5 separate regions of the Mus musculus genome follow, and regions 1, 2, 4 and 5 are each linked to region 3. A link is a contact called in public HiChIP or PLAC-seq and promoter capture Hi-C data. All regions are on one chromosome and are shown on one strand. The core of a region is the stretch at or near the end of the contact, and the rest is flanking DNA. Distances in the headings are between cores, read along the strand shown.

Evidence for each region. Promoter capture Hi-C pulls out the DNA fragments that hold promoters and counts their contacts. HiChIP or PLAC-seq counts read pairs in DNA pulled down with a chosen protein or histone mark. Capture Hi-C pulls out chosen DNA fragments and counts their contacts.
Region 1: a contact with region 3 is called in a promoter capture Hi-C map of adipose tissue, with 2.3 times the contacts expected there. The contact joins the promoter of Kcp here to the promoter of Zc3hc1 in region 3. A contact is called at or near these places in 3 of 39 promoter capture datasets (the C10 cell line, embryonic stem cells and hippocampal neurons) and 2 of 9 other capture datasets (adipose tissue and liver).
Region 2: an H3K4me3 HiChIP or PLAC-seq map of bone marrow-derived macrophages shows a contact between it and region 3, with 6 times the contacts expected there. The contact joins the promoter of Irf5 here to the promoter of Zc3hc1 in region 3. A contact is called at or near these places in 3 of 39 promoter capture datasets (the C10 cell line, embryonic stem cells and hippocampal neurons), 2 of 115 datasets of contacts at active chromatin or transcription factors (bone marrow-derived macrophages and pro-B cells) and 1 of 9 other capture datasets (adipose tissue).
Region 4: a promoter capture Hi-C map of liver shows a contact between it and region 3, with 2.6 times the contacts expected there. The contact joins the promoter of Atp6v1f here to the promoter of Zc3hc1 in region 3. A contact is called at or near these places in 1 of 39 promoter capture datasets (liver), 1 of 115 datasets of contacts at active chromatin or transcription factors (bone marrow-derived macrophages) and 1 of 9 other capture datasets (liver).
Region 5: a promoter capture Hi-C map of liver shows a contact between it and region 3, with 4 times the contacts expected there. The contact joins the enhancer-like site here to the promoter of Zc3hc1 in region 3. A contact is called at or near these places in 6 of 39 promoter capture datasets (the 3T3-L1 cell line, 3T3-L1-derived adipocytes, frontonasal cranial neural crest and 3 more), 1 of 15 datasets of contacts at CTCF or cohesin (large pre-B cells), 2 of 484 Hi-C or Micro-C datasets (CD8 T cells and bone marrow-derived macrophages), 2 of 115 datasets of contacts at active chromatin or transcription factors (embryonic basal ganglia and embryonic stem cells) and 3 of 9 other capture datasets (adipose tissue, liver and macrophages).

Annotation. Positions count from the first base shown.
Region 1 is chr6:29,506,519-29,509,218 of GRCm38.p6, forward strand. It overlaps Kcp (kielin/chordin-like protein), which reads right to left and starts at 1,434. Exons shown (of 38, transcript NM_001029985.4): 1 at 1,339-1,434. The coding sequence starts at 1,408. It overlaps Gm26627 (a long non-coding RNA gene), which reads left to right and starts at 654. Exons shown (of 3, transcript XR_868831.3): 1 at 654-1,433; 2 at 1,921-2,369.
Region 2 is chr6:29,525,239-29,528,053 of GRCm38.p6, forward strand. Irf5 (interferon regulatory factor 5) reads left to right here and starts at 1,387. Exons shown (of 9, transcript NM_012057.4): 1 at 1,387-1,536.
Region 3 is chr6:30,389,579-30,392,278 of GRCm38.p6, forward strand. Zc3hc1 (zinc finger, C3HC type 1) reads right to left here and starts at 1,442. Exons shown (of 10, transcript NM_001311086.1): 1 at 1,279-1,442. The coding sequence starts at 1,424.
Region 4 is chr6:29,466,475-29,469,273 of GRCm38.p6, forward strand. Atp6v1f (ATPase, H+ transporting, lysosomal V1 subunit F) reads left to right here and starts at 1,309. Exons shown (of 2, transcript NM_025381.2): 1 at 1,309-1,500. The coding sequence starts at 1,343.
Region 5 is chr6:29,847,438-29,850,286 of GRCm38.p6, forward strand. All of the region lies in intron 1 of Ahcyl2 (S-adenosylhomocysteine hydrolase-like 2), which reads left to right. Among named protein-coding and RNA genes, the nearest start is that of Strip2, 68 kb to the right of the region's middle. Within about 2 kb of position 1,589, at least 82 of the 459 cell types and tissues checked have an H3K27ac peak or open chromatin away from gene starts, as enhancers often do. A contact at or near this core is called in 3T3-L1-derived adipocytes, adipose tissue, bone marrow-derived macrophages and 2 more, where this site is marked.

The DNA of each region.
Region 1 (2,700 bases), core at 184-2,683, 880 kb before region 3:
CAGCTACATTTCTCTTCACCTTATGCCCACTCTCAAGGCAGGAAGGTAGAGGCGAGGGCACCGGCCACAGACATCATGGAGTGGAAGGGTCCCCAGAAGTGCTGACCAAGAAAGGGGCTGAAGGAGATGTCTGGCCTTTCTTTCTCACAGCGGCAACTCAATCAGGAAGAGCTGGAGTAACTGAAAGTCTTTCTCCCAGGGACACTAGGCCTGCGAAGCAGGGGGATGTCACCTGCTCCTTTCTTTCTACTGTCACCATAAAGAGGAGGACGTTCCAGCCCAATTTCCGGGGCTCAATAAATGCCACCCCAACTCTGGGGTTCAGTGCTACTCTCCGGTATCCCTTAGTTCCCACCAGTCTCTGGTTTCCCTCAGTTGTCTCATAATCCACGGCCTCCCCCACCCCCACCCCCATCCCACTGTCTTCACAGAAGCTGAAGAGAAAGTCTCCTACTGCAGTCTGTCCTCTCTCCACAGCACAAGGCGCCAAGCAGCAAGTTAAGACTTCATCTGTCACCACAGCACTGCCCAGCTTTCCACCCCACCGCCATACAGCTCTCCCCACCACAGGTCCCAGCCGGTCTACCTTCACACCACCAGCATCCCATGCATTCTGTTCTCACCTTGTCCCCAGAAATTGGCACTGTCTTGACATGGTCTCCCTGCCCAACTTCCATCCACAAGGATGATGCTCGCGGGCGGGGTCTCAGTATCTGAAACCCCAAGCGTGACCTCCTCTAGCGACCCAACCCTTAAAGCCCCAGCACCCAACCAGCTCCTCCCGCTTTGCTTAAGCAGGCACAACGGAGGGGGCCGAGGAGCCATTCAGGGTGTCCTCTTGGATCCCCAGCTGAAGACAGGCTCAGTCCCTTTTCCTGGAAGATCTGCAGAAAGTCCTGGAAGTGGCACGAATCTGGTTGCTCCCCAGAAACTGTCTTCAGGTTTCCCCTTACCCTCCTCCTACTCTGCTTTTGCAGAGACCAACCATAAGTGCAAGCCGGACAGGACTAAGTCATTTCCCACAGAGAGCGCTCCCCTCCCCCTCTCCTCAATACAAATAATTAACTTCAGATACTCAGATGCCAGGACAGCCTCTGCTTCACCGCTACTTAGGACTCCTTGGCAGGGACCACAGAAGGACCCGGCCCAGTTCAGCAATCCCTGTCTGGCCGCCCTGCCCCCACCCTGCTCGCCCACCGACGGGGAGGACGGAGAGAGAGCACCAAGGCCGGCCAGCGACGCGCAACCCAGGCGGGGATGGAGAAGTGGTCTGGCCCGGTCCGACGGTCTGCTGGGCTGAGCCATAAGTTGGGGCACACCCAGGACGCTCCGACTCACCCCGCGCGGCCAGCGCCAGGCTCCCGAGGTGCAGGAGCAGTGGTAGCAACGCCGCCCGAGCCCCCGCCATGCTCGCTCGACCCGCCTCGCTTTAGGTCTGTGCTCAGCCGGCGCTGCGGGAGGCGGGGTGCGGAGACTCAAGCCGCCGCCCACCCAGTCTTTGTTCAGGGAGGGCTCCGCGGTTCTCCGCCCCTTGGTGCCCGCTCCCCTATCGCACCTAGGGCTTCTCACCCCACCCCACCCCAATCCACCCCACCCCACCCCGTTCCCCTGAGGATCCTGACCCATAGCAGTCTTCCAAGCTCTGCAGGAAGTTGGGTGCGGGGTAAGCGACCAGGAGCAACCATGTCCCTGCCCTTTGGGGTTGCTCATCCTCTAGGGGGTCCCAGTGACAGTCCCAGTGACTTTACTTCCACCTCATGGGCTTATGGGAACAGAAGGCTGAGCTGGACTGAAAACCCTCTGCAAGGGGCTGGAGAGATGGTTCAGTGGTTAAGAGCATTTGCTGCTCTTGTAGAGGACTTGAGTTCCGTTCATAGCACCCACGTGGCTGCTCACCATCATCTATAATTTCTATTTCAGGGAATCCAACGCCCACCTCTGACCTCCCCAGCACCAGGCACGTATGTGATGTATGTTAACATAGTTCTCTCTCGTCCTTGCTTGCTTCCTTCCTTCCTTCCTTCCTTTCTCTCTTTCTTTCCTTCTTTCTTTTGTTCTGTTTTATTGGGCTCGTATACCTGTTTCCCTTCCAACCTTTGCTCCACCCTAATCCCGTCTAAGCCCCCCAAACTAAATATATAACCCCTAACTTCCCGCAGGGCCTCTGTTATCCCGTTTATAAGCAGTGGAACCAGCATCCACAGTACAGTGAGCAGCAGACAAAGTCACCTAAATTAAGAATCCAGGGAGCTGAACTGCAAGAAGCCTGCTATGGAAATTGGTGTGGTGGCATACACCCGCAATGCCAGCTTTCCCAGTTGAAGCAAGGAGATGGGAGGATTCAAGGCCACCATAAGCTACAAGAGCAGGTTTGAGACCAGCCTGGGATATGTGAATGAAATCTTAAATGAAACACAAACACACACACACACACACACACACACTGGGAGGGGAGGGGTTGTCAGATGGTAAGAACTCAGAACAAACAACAGTCAGTGTTGATTAAAAGCACCCACTCTTCACTTCCACATCTCTCTCCTGGAGCCCACCGACCACATCTACACCAGATGCAGGCCAAATGCCCAGCCTCCCTTCTCTGGCTGGCTGGGCTCCTTTTCCAAAGTCTGGACTCAGGGCTCAGCAGGAGTAGGAAGCCCTGGGCTTACTTCAGGGGAGGAGCCCAAAGTGAGGAAATAGGAA
Region 2 (2,815 bases), core at 137-2,636, 860 kb before region 3:
CACACAAAATAAATGTAATAACATTTTAATTTAACAATTCATTCAGAATATTTGTGTATTAAAAATATCTCTAGGACCGAAGAGATAGCTTGGTAGTTAAGAGCATCTGCTGTTCTTGCAGTAGACCTGGATTCAGATCTCAGCACCCACACCCCCTCGCTCACAACAGTCTCTAACTCCAGTTCCAGAGAATCCAGCGCCCTCTTCTGGTCTCTGCAGGAACTGCATGTTCACGATGCACATGCATGCTGACAAAATACTCATATACATAAAAAATAAAATAAATCACTAAAAAGAATTAAGATGGTAAACATTTAAAATATATGTGCTTATATCTTTAGTTAAGCTGCCTGCGATGCTACACCAAATCTCAGCTACTCAAGGCATCTGAGCCAGGAAAATCGTTTGATTCCTGGAGTTGGAGACCAGCACCGGCAACACAACTTTTTACCCTTAAAAGAGTTAAAACCCAAGAAACAAATACAATAACCCTTTAGAATTATGACAGGGCAGAGAAGGCAGGCACTTAGTAGCACAGTGCTTGCTTAGAATGTGCAAGGTCCTGGGTTCCATTATCAGTAAAATACAAATATAAAAATAAAAATTACTATAGATCATGAACCATGCAAGACAGGGTTGGTTCCCAACTAAGCTGAATTTCAGTGGAAATTAGACGTTAAAATCATATGGAAAAATCAAACGGAAAGACTCTGGAAGTCGTCTCCACCCCTCCTCCAAACCAATCAACAAATTACACCAAAACACAACAAACCAAAAGCTGACTCAAGGAAGGGGTAGACCTTCCTGGAAAAAACACTTAGACTATCAAATAATATGATGCTGACCCAAAAGTTGAAGAGTGAGAATCAGCGAATAATGTTCCTACATGAACAGGATGTGTGGAAGTTGAGGCCAGCATCGACTCGGACAGGAAGGCCCGTTTATGGAACCGGGAGGTCGGGGTGGGGGTGGGAACCCGCTCAAAGGGCAAACCCAAACCACGGTGAAGGTAAGGGCAAAAGAAGAGGTGGGCTTGTCAGTCACATGGTGAGTTGGAGCGGTCCGGAGGGCCAGTGTTAAGGCTGAGGAGACAGAGTGGCCCAAGGTATGTTGAAAGGGAGCTCTCAGGGGTCTCCCAATGCCCTGGAGTGTGGCTCCATCGACGCCCGCGCGCAGCGGATCTCCAGCTCCAGGCGGGCGCGGACTAGGTGAGGACAGGCTACAGGGTATCTGGGGACTGGGTGATGGATGACTCTGTCTCCCCGGATTCCCAAAGGAGCCCGGCGAGGGGCGCCGAGCTGTCTGCGGTCTCGCGGAGGCCCCGGGCTTCCCCGCGGTGGGCGGTGGATGGGTAGGGGCCCGGGGCGCGGGGTGGTGGCGAGGGGCGGGGCGGGGCGCTGCCCCGGGCGGGGGCGGCGCGATGCGGAAGTGCGGGGCGGGCTGGGCGACCCGCGGGCGGTGCAGCTCGGCGAGAGCTCAGCTCGGCCGCAGCGCCAGGCCGGGGCTCCAGGCTCCCCGCGGGCGCACAGCAAACAGGTAGGTCCCGGGGCTGTGGGCTGTGTTGGGCTCCTCGCCCCGAGGGCGGTGGGAACAGCCCCGGGCTTCAGCCAAGCCACGGCTCCGACCCACGGCGACCTGCACGCCCCGGGCACCTGCCAACGGGGCCAGCGGGGTCGGGATCCCGCTCCTCCGCGGTGGGCGATGATCGAAGGCGGCGCCGGGCCAGCGCGAATGGCTCCAAGGCGCTCCGCACCAGGCCAGCTCGGAGTGCCGGGCTCCGGCCGCCAACGTTCGCATGCTCGGGGAAAGTCCCAAGGGCCCAGTGGACATCCCCACTGCGCCTCGCCAGGGTCAAGGATGCCAAGCGCCCTGTCACAGTCTGGCGGGGACCAGGGAGGAGCGAGTTTCCGACCCCGACCCTGTCGGCACACAGCTCGTCTCTCCTCCCCGGCCACACCTCACTTTTTCGACTAAAGAGGTTGAGGTGTCAAGCAGCGATCCCTCCCAAGGATCTTAAAGCCAAGGACAGGAATCTGTGGGAATAGAGTTTGAGGGGAGACGTTGTCAAATAGAGGCTCTGCTCCTTGACTCGTAGCTCAAAAGGGGACGACGATTTATTCTTAGCTGTTGAGAAGAATCGGGGCGGGGGCTGATTAATGCTTGGTCTAGTTTCTTGACGGCCTGCCCCTAAACTTAAGAAGTAACAACTTAGAATCTGAACGTGAAGGGAAAGTGTAGTTGGGCCGAAACGCAGGCGGAGAGATGTCCCGGGCCAGTATTCGCCCTCGGTGCAGATGTCTCCCAGACTCCAGGTGTCTCTCGAACCTCCAGAGGACCCAGAGCGGGTACCTAGTAGCAGGGGTGGAAGTGGGGGCTTTCTTGGCCTCCTCCTGGCATAGCAAGGCGGACACGTCCCGGTCCAGAGGAGCGGACCAGGAACGGACACTAAGCCAGTAACCCCGCGATGACTCCAGGGGCTGACCCAGGTTCCTTCCCACCCCCACCCCCCTTCCCTCCGCGTTATGCCCCGGGTGGAGTCTGCCGGGATGATCAGGAGGGAACGACCTGGCCTGAACTCCAAAGTGAGGATAAGTGATCAGGACCAGAAAGGATGTGGACGGGGCTGACGGAGGCTGGAGAGGCTAAAAGCCTCGCATGAGGACCTGTGTGATACAGTACAGCATTCGCCCTCTCTACTCCCTAAGCTCCTGGCTAAAGTCTAGGAAAGAGATAGGTAGGAGACCACTCCTATTAACTAAAAGTCCTTCGGGGGTTTTCCCTTGAACTCTGGCCTTCCCCCAGCCTGCCCCTGGGA
Region 3 (2,700 bases), core at 192-2,691:
AAAAAAGAAAGAAAGTGCTGGACAGATGGCTTAGCAGTTAAGAACACTGACAGGTCCTGAGTTCAACTCCTGGCAACCACATGGTGGCTCACAACCATCTGTAATGGGATTTGATGCCTTCTTCTGGTTTGTCCGAAGACAGCTACAGTGTACTCACATACATAAAACAAATGAATACATTTAAAAGAAAGAGAAAGAAAGAAAAATATTTGTGAATTTGTCACCAAGAGAAAAAAATTTATTCACATTAAGGCTGACTATATTTTGAAATAGTATTCATGGTATTACTAATTCAAAATTATGATTGTTTGTAGACATGCTACTAGATATTAACTCTCTTTTTCTCCTCTCCCTCTTCTCTACACCTCTCTCGGGTCACAGGGCCTCAAATTAGCCTGGCACGGAGAGTTCCAAGAACTTAAAAGAGTTGTATGATGCCGGGCAATGGTGGCGCATGCCTGAAATCTCAGCACTTGGGAGGCAGAGGCAGGTGGATTTCTGAGTTCCAGGCCAGCCTGGTCTACAGAGTGAGTTCCAGGACAGCCAGGGCTACACAGAGAAACCCTGTCTTGAAAAACCAAGAATAAATAAATAAATAAATAAATGTTGTATGATACCACTACCAGTTTAATAAAGTGCTAGAAATCAAATCTTGAGCTGAGTGCACGCTAAGCTATCTAATTCCCAGCCCAGTATAAACTATTTAATTAAGGAAGGAAGGAGTGAAGGAGGGAAACGACATGTTATCACATAATTTCATTTTACTATCTTGCTAACTATTTACTGTGTGATTGCTTCATTTACAATCCCGTGTAATTTGCTCTATACCTTTAAGACCGTCCTCTCTCTCTCTCTCTCAAAAAAAAAAAAAGGGCTGGAGAGATGGCTCAGTGGTTAAGAGCACTGACTGCTCTTCCAGAGGTCCTGAGTTCAATTCCCAGCAACCACATGGTGGCTCACAGCCATCTATAATTGGGTTCAATGCCCTCTTCTGGTGTGTCTGAAGACAGTGACAATGCTATTCTCATATGTAAAATAAATAAATTTAAAAAAAAAAAAAAAAAGGTTTATTACAAAATTTCGCTGGTGATACGGAATCAGGTACATCCAGAAGCTACCGAAGCCGAGCAACAGAGAAGGCCAGCCTTCTTCAGAGCTCAGGAAGAATTCTACCTCGCCCACCAAGTCACGGATGAAGGGACCCGTTGCGTCCCCCGCCCCCTGCTCCAAGCGGTTGCTCCCCAAGCCACTCCAGCGCTCACAGCCTAGATGACTCACGGTTCTGTGCCTCCCTCTTCCGGGACAATTCCTTCATCTATCAGCTCCCGAACTTTCTGGGGTGTCCCTTCAGGGGAACGAACGACTGAACCCCAAGTCTTTTCAATACTCGCAGCAAACAGCGGCCCCTCACTGGTAGCCGCCATCTTGGTCCGGCCGTAAATGGGTCCCCTCGCGTGTTTAGGCTCAGGAATTTACGTTCTGAGTTAAGCTCCGCCCTCTGACCTATCAAAATAGTGACGGCAAGCCCCACCTTTTCTTGGTTATCTAAAAGAATTTAAGAGTGGTTACGTCGTTTAAGATTAAGTTATTTGCTTGTCTGATGAATTAGCATATTTAGATTAACAAAGAGTTTTCTTTTTTGATATAGAGTTTACTATGCAGTCCTGGAATTCAAGAGATCCGCCTGCCTCTTCTTCCGGAATGCTAGGATTAAAGCCGTGTGCCACCACAAAAAAAAAAAAAAAAAAAAAAAAAAAAGAGTTGTAAAGGTGATGTCTCTCCAGCTTCAGTAGGAAGTCATACTTTCATAAAAGCCATACCGACTCTCCTAAATTACGTTGTTTTCCAGGTAAGGAAACGGCAGTGTTTAACTGAGAACAAGGAACTTGAAACCCTTCCTAGGATTGTGTGGTTAGTGGAGGAAGTTTATGGCTTTGACACCATCCTCCCTTCTTTAGCAAATGTTTTTAACTATTGCCTTGATATACCTGGAACTGTCGATAAAATAGTGAACAAATGAGGCGATGTTGTCAATGCTGGGGGAACAAACCCATAGCCTCACACAAACTAGGTAAGCACTCTACCACGGAGCTACACCCCCATGCCCTTCCTATAATTTAAAAATTATGACTATACATGCTCCAAAGAAGGCCCACTGAGCACCAAATTTGGCTTCGGAGTCTTGAGAGAAACCACGTTTGATGCCTCTGCCACTCAAGGATAGTAGCAGGAGTATTAGAAACTCCAGGCCAGACCTACCTGCAAAGTTCAGCGTCAGCCTAGGTTACATTTTAAAAGGGAGTGGGGCTCAGAGAGAAGACTCAGCAGTTAAGAGCATCTGCTGTTCTTGCAGAGGACCTAGATTCAGTTCTCAGCATCTATGTGGCTGTTCAGAACTCTCCCTTCTCCAGTTCTTGGGGATCCAGGACTTTCTTTCAACCTCCAAGGGGCACATGGTGCACATACATACACACAGGCAAAACGTTCGTACACATTAAATCAATAAACCTTTAAAAAGTTTCTTTTAAAGGGGGAGGTGGGGAGCTAGAGAGGCGAGTCAGTGGTTACGGGCACTTTCAGCTTGTGTGCTCTTGGTTTGATTTCTGGCACTCAAGTTGGATAGCTCATAACCACCTGTAATTCCAGGGCCGGGGCATCTGATGCCCTCCTCTTGCTTTTCCAGGCACCTGCATGAACATG
Region 4 (2,799 bases), core at 59-2,558, 920 kb before region 3:
GCTGGCCTTGAGCTTGTGCCAATCTTCTTGCTTCAAACCTCCTAAGTGCTAGGATTGTTTCTATGCAATTATCTAAATTTAGGAACTAACATGAGGCCTTGCTTGGTTTCTACAGCACTACATAGTGTCATCATTCATTTGCCTATTTCTTTGGTAATTTAATATATATTCAGTAATTGTTAGCCATGTCATAGTTAGCATGCATGTGTACATCATACCGATTCAGACCTTGACCTTCCAGCTAGGAAATACCTGTTCTTGGACAGTTATGGTAGCCTATGTCTGTAATCCCAGACTGAGGCAAGAGTTGAAACAAACAAATGGACAGGAAATAGTGGTGCATTTCTGTAGTCCCAGCATTCAGGAGGATGATGCAGTAGGACCACTGGCTGCAAGTTCAAGGCCAACCTAGTCTACATTCTGAGTTCCAGGCCAGAAAAGGCTACATATAGCAGGTTTCAAAAAACAAACTACCAAATAAAACCAAAAAAAGGGGGTAGGTAGTTTGGCCTAATCCTAATATTTGGATAAATCTTTTTATAAGATTTATTTATTTCATATATGTGGGTACACTGACACTGTCTTCAGATGGTTGTGAGCCACCATGTGGTTGCTGGGAATTGACCTCAGGACCTCTAGTAGAGCAGTCAGTGCTCTTAACCACCTAGCCATCTTCCAGCCCTGAGACCTATCTTTAAAAAAAAAAAAGCACTGGGTTGACCAGATGAACCTCAAGGTGACTCTCATAGGGTGTATTATGACCTCACAAACTTGTGGCCTGCTCCACTGCCACACTACACCTGCCTCCGAAATCACAAATGTAACAACAAAAAGATGTTTTTTTTTTTTAAGTCAAACAAATCAAGCACACACTGTTCTGTTTTGTGTAATGGCGCAGGCCTATAATACCAGCATTCGGAAAGTAGAAGCAATAGGATCTATCCTCTTCTACACTGCAAGTTCAAGTCCGGCCTGAGATAGGTAACCATCTGTCTCAAAAAAGCCAAAACCAAACTAACGTACACTGAAAAGAAAGAAAAAAAAAGTATGTCCCCTAAAGTCTCGGTCTCTAATAACACTAGGTTCAAAAGGCATTTCTTCCAAGAGAGAAGAAATTAAGGACAGAATGCCAGAGAGAGGCCTGTGACGCTCAGCCTTCTGGGAGACGTAGTTCTGTGGTTTGTGTTTCTGGCCTCTATGGCGCAAGAGTACGCAGATTAAGCGGAGTTCCTGCTAAATGCGCATGCCCGGGAGGCGGGGAACTGCGCATGACTGAAGGGCGGGGTCTCTGCGGGGGCGGGGCATCACAGGTGTTTGGGAAGCGCTCTGCCCGGCGGACAGGATGGCGGGCAGAGGTAAGCTAATCGCGGTGATTGGAGACGAGGACACGGTGACTGGTTTCCTGTTGGGCGGCATAGGGGAGCTAAACAAGAACCGCCACCCTAATTTCCTGGTAGTGGAGAAGGATACCACCATCAATGAGATCGAAGACACTTTCAGGTACGGTAGCCTGTTAGGCCTAAATGGGTCCTTCCGCTTGCTACAAGCACGGGGAGAATTGGTGGCCTGATAACCTGGGTGTCACGTGGTGATGGGGACCGGGATGGTCCCGGAAGTCGTCTGTCCACCCTGAGCAGGGGCCTCCGCCATCTAAGTTCCCTTTTGGGGCTCAGTGGGGTCCGGCCTACCGCAGGTCCACGAACTTTCCCCATCACATGATTGTGTGTCAGTTTAGGAGGGGAGTGGAGCTTATGGTCTGCACCAGCTGTAATTGGACGCCTGGAGCCTCTTGCCAGTGCTGACCGGCTTGTTCAGCCCTCTTCCGGGGTCTCTGTAGCGTATTCTCTGAACCTTAGTCTTTTCGACTAAGAAAACTAACCACCTCCAGCGTAGGTCCGGACAGTGGGCGCGTGTGTGTGTGTGTGTGTGTGTGTGTGTGTGTGTGTATACGCTTCATTTATCTTAGAGGCTTACAATTGTCCTGTAAGGTACTGGTTATTCCCAGTTACTAGTGAGAAAAATAAAGGACAATTGGTTAGGGCACAGGCACATTAGCCATAGGAGGCAGAACCCAGGTCAACTCTTTCTTTTTAATTACGGCGTTTGTGTGTGTCCGTGGGTAGGTGTGCACACATGGAGGTCAGAAGACAACTTGTGGAGTCAGTTTTCTTTCCATGGGCTTTGAGGATTGAACTCAAGTAACAGGGCTTGGATAACAAGCAGCTTTACCTGTGTCTTCTAAGTTACTACCCACTCTGTTTATTCAGCTCCCTGCAGTCTGCCATGGGGCTTCCATTTGTCTTGCGCACAATAAGCAAAACATCTGGGAAGTATGGCCTTCCCCAAAGACTTTGTACTTCAGATCTTCACATCATACCCTGGGTCGTAGTTTTTAAAACTGGGTGCAGGCATTCCTTTTAAGCCAGAAAGTGCACTGTTGACTAGAATTGAGGGTGCCAACTCTCTATTTTTTTTCCTCATTCCTTTTCTAGAATTACTATGCCAAATCTCAGGAATAAACTGCCCTCACCTGTTTCCCCTAAATAGCCCAGTCCAGGGATGCTGGCTGAGACTAGTTCCCACAGCCTGGAGCGTGGCAGGCTCTGACCTGGGAGACTGATCTCTTAGCAAACCAGTAAAGTGACCTCCATTGCCACTGGAGGACAGATCTTACTTCCAAGGATTTACCATGTTTCCAACAGGAAGGGGTCCTAAAATCACCAAGCCAAATCTACTCCATGCTCGACACAAAGTAGGTGCCCAGTGAATGACTTTTAATGAGTAAATACTTAGCTGAAT
Region 5 (2,849 bases), core at 339-2,838, 540 kb before region 3:
GACCTTGAACTTGTGAGATCTGCCTGCCTCTGCCTCCTGAGAGCTGAGATTAAACGTGTGTGCCAGTGTACTTTTTATGTAGATAAATTATGTTTCTAGAAAGTTTATTTAAAAGGAAAGACTATAGTAAAAACTATGCATTTGACATTTAATAACCACACACTTCAGTATTTTTACCTGCCACTTTCAGTGCCCAATCCCATAAGAATGCTGAATGTAAATTCTTTCTCATTCTGTTTTTTTTAGGGTTTCAGAAGTTTTAAGATAAACCTTGACTTTTCTTGGAGGCAGGTTTGAGGCGGACTGAACCCTGACCTAAGTATGTCTGAATTTGCTATGTCAGGAGAATTGTGGGTTTAAGTCCACACTCCACTCCCAGGTTAAAAGACGTAACAGGAAGGGAATACAGTAGCTGGGTGCTCAAGTGTACTGCAGTCTCTAACGGCTTAATTGCTTATCTGAGAGACCTGGTTGGATTAGTAAGTGGCAGGAGGGTACACAGCTGCCTCCCTGGTCACAGCTTGGTTATGCCTGTTTCTGTTTGCCTTGTCACTTCTTCCTCACACCTGTCTCCTTTCCTTCTCCTTCCCTCTGAGGTCCCTGTCCTAGAATCATCTTCTCTCAGCAGCTTGCATTCACTGTTTGTCTTGTAAGCGTTAACCACCTGAAATACAGGAATAAGACGCTAATCTCAGGGAGAGCTTAAACTCTAGTGTGGAAATAAGCAAATATGACCAACTGCCATATCCATATTAATGTGGACTATGACAGGGGTTATTTAGTAATTTGTGGACTTGAGTCTATGTTTAACCTTTTTATTTGTGTATGTGTATGGTATGTGAGTGCACACATATATATGCTTGCCATAGCATGTGTGGGGAGGTCAAAGAACAACTTTCCAAACTCAGTTCTTGCCTTCTATGTTTGTTTTGAGACAAGAATCCTCTTGTGTCTTGCTGCTGTACTGCTGCGACCAGGCGAGTGAGCTTCGGGCATGCTCCTTTATAATGCTCCTTGGGACTTCGTTTTGAGTAAAGTAAGGCAGTTTTGGAGCATTATAAAGAAGAAAGTGATTTGATGAGATTTAAAATAAAGAAGGTACTGACAGTCGTGTATATGTAAGTGAATTCAGCATCTCTGTGGGCCTCCACAGGTGGAATAATAGCAATAATAGTAAAGTTCATACCGCCCTAGGAGCATCCAGCTGTCCTTGCTCTTTTGAGTACTTTTTACCATTTTTATTTGTTTTAATACAAGGTTTCATATAGCCTAGCCATATTCTCCAGCCCTGCCTCCTGACTGTGGGATTACTGATGTGGGTCACTACGTCTGGTTCTGCTTTTTTGTTTTGTTTTCATTTATCATTTTGTTTGTTTGTTTGGGGTGTGTGAGTGTGTGTGTGTGTGTTTGTGTGTGTGTGTAAAATATGTGCAGTGGTACTTGTATGGAGGTCAGAGGACAGCTTCCCGGGGTGGGTCCTCTCCTTGCACCGTTTGGATATTTGGATTACAGACATTGAGCTGAGGTTGTGAGGCTTGGCAGGAAGCTCACTACCCAGTGAGTCATCGCCCCTGTGCCCTACTCTGCTGTTTACTTATTAACTTACTTGATCCTCTCAAAACTTCCCTTTAACAGAGGAGTAAATAGGCACAAGGAGACTAGGTAATTGTTCAAGTTACACAGTGAGTGGAGAGGCTTGGCCAGGCAGTCTAATGCTACTCTGCTATACCTGGTTAAGGCCAGTGTAGCTTCCTGGTACTGGGTTTATGTAAACATGCATATTAATCTTTATTTTAAAAATATAAGGCCTAGAACAATGGCTCAACAGTTAAGAGCACTTACTCCTTTAAGTACCCAGGTTTGGTTCCCACTACCAAGATGGCAGCTTACGCCATCTATAATTCTAGTTCTAGGGGATCTGCTGCCCTCCCTGGCTTCCCCGGGCACTGGACACATACAGTGCATGTACATATATACAAGCAAATACTCACACACATAAAACCTTTTTAAAAACCAACGTTATAAGAATAGTATTGTTATCATGTTTTAACAGATGAGGTAACAAAGGCTTTAAAAAGTATTTGGTTTGCCTGATGATAGCCCAGAAAGTGTTGGAGCTAACCTAAAGCCTGTTAAATCTTCACCAGTTTCAGAACATGAGGAAACTGAGAGGTGAGAGTCCTCCCATGAGTGAGGATGGGAGACGGGAGGGAGGGCTCAAGTCCTGCTATCATTGGCATTTCAAGCTTGAGGAGGCGTGGTAGCATCCTGTTCTGACAAGATGTTTGACACAAACAGCTTATAAAGGAGAAGGTCATTTTGTGTCATGGTTTCAGATTTTCATCCATGGTCATATGAGCACTTTGCTGGTCACCACAATCTGGTCACCAAGTCTTCGACACATCCAAACCATAACCAGGTATGGGACATCTGAGGCCTACCAATTCAAACCAACCTCATAACTAAGTAGATTGATCTTTGAACCCAGGTGGCTAGGAACTTTAGCCTTTAATAACCAATAGCTTCTGTGACTAAAGAATCATGACTGCATTTTCTTATGGCCTCAGAGACACTAAGTGGATCAGAAATACTGAATGTTGGGCTTGAATGTTTGGATCTTTTCATAGTCCACTTTTCCCCTCAGTTTGTCATGAGAGTCATCAGGTGATTTGCCCAAGACATAGGAAGTCACAGGAACAATCTTCGAGGATTTTCTAATTCATTGCCCTGTGCCTTGTGGCTCTAGGTTCCAAATGCTTGAAGCTTGTACACATAGTGACTTCTCTATGTGTGTGCTTTCTGACTTTGACCTCCAGAAGTCCTACCTTGATGCCTTTTCCACTGTGAGC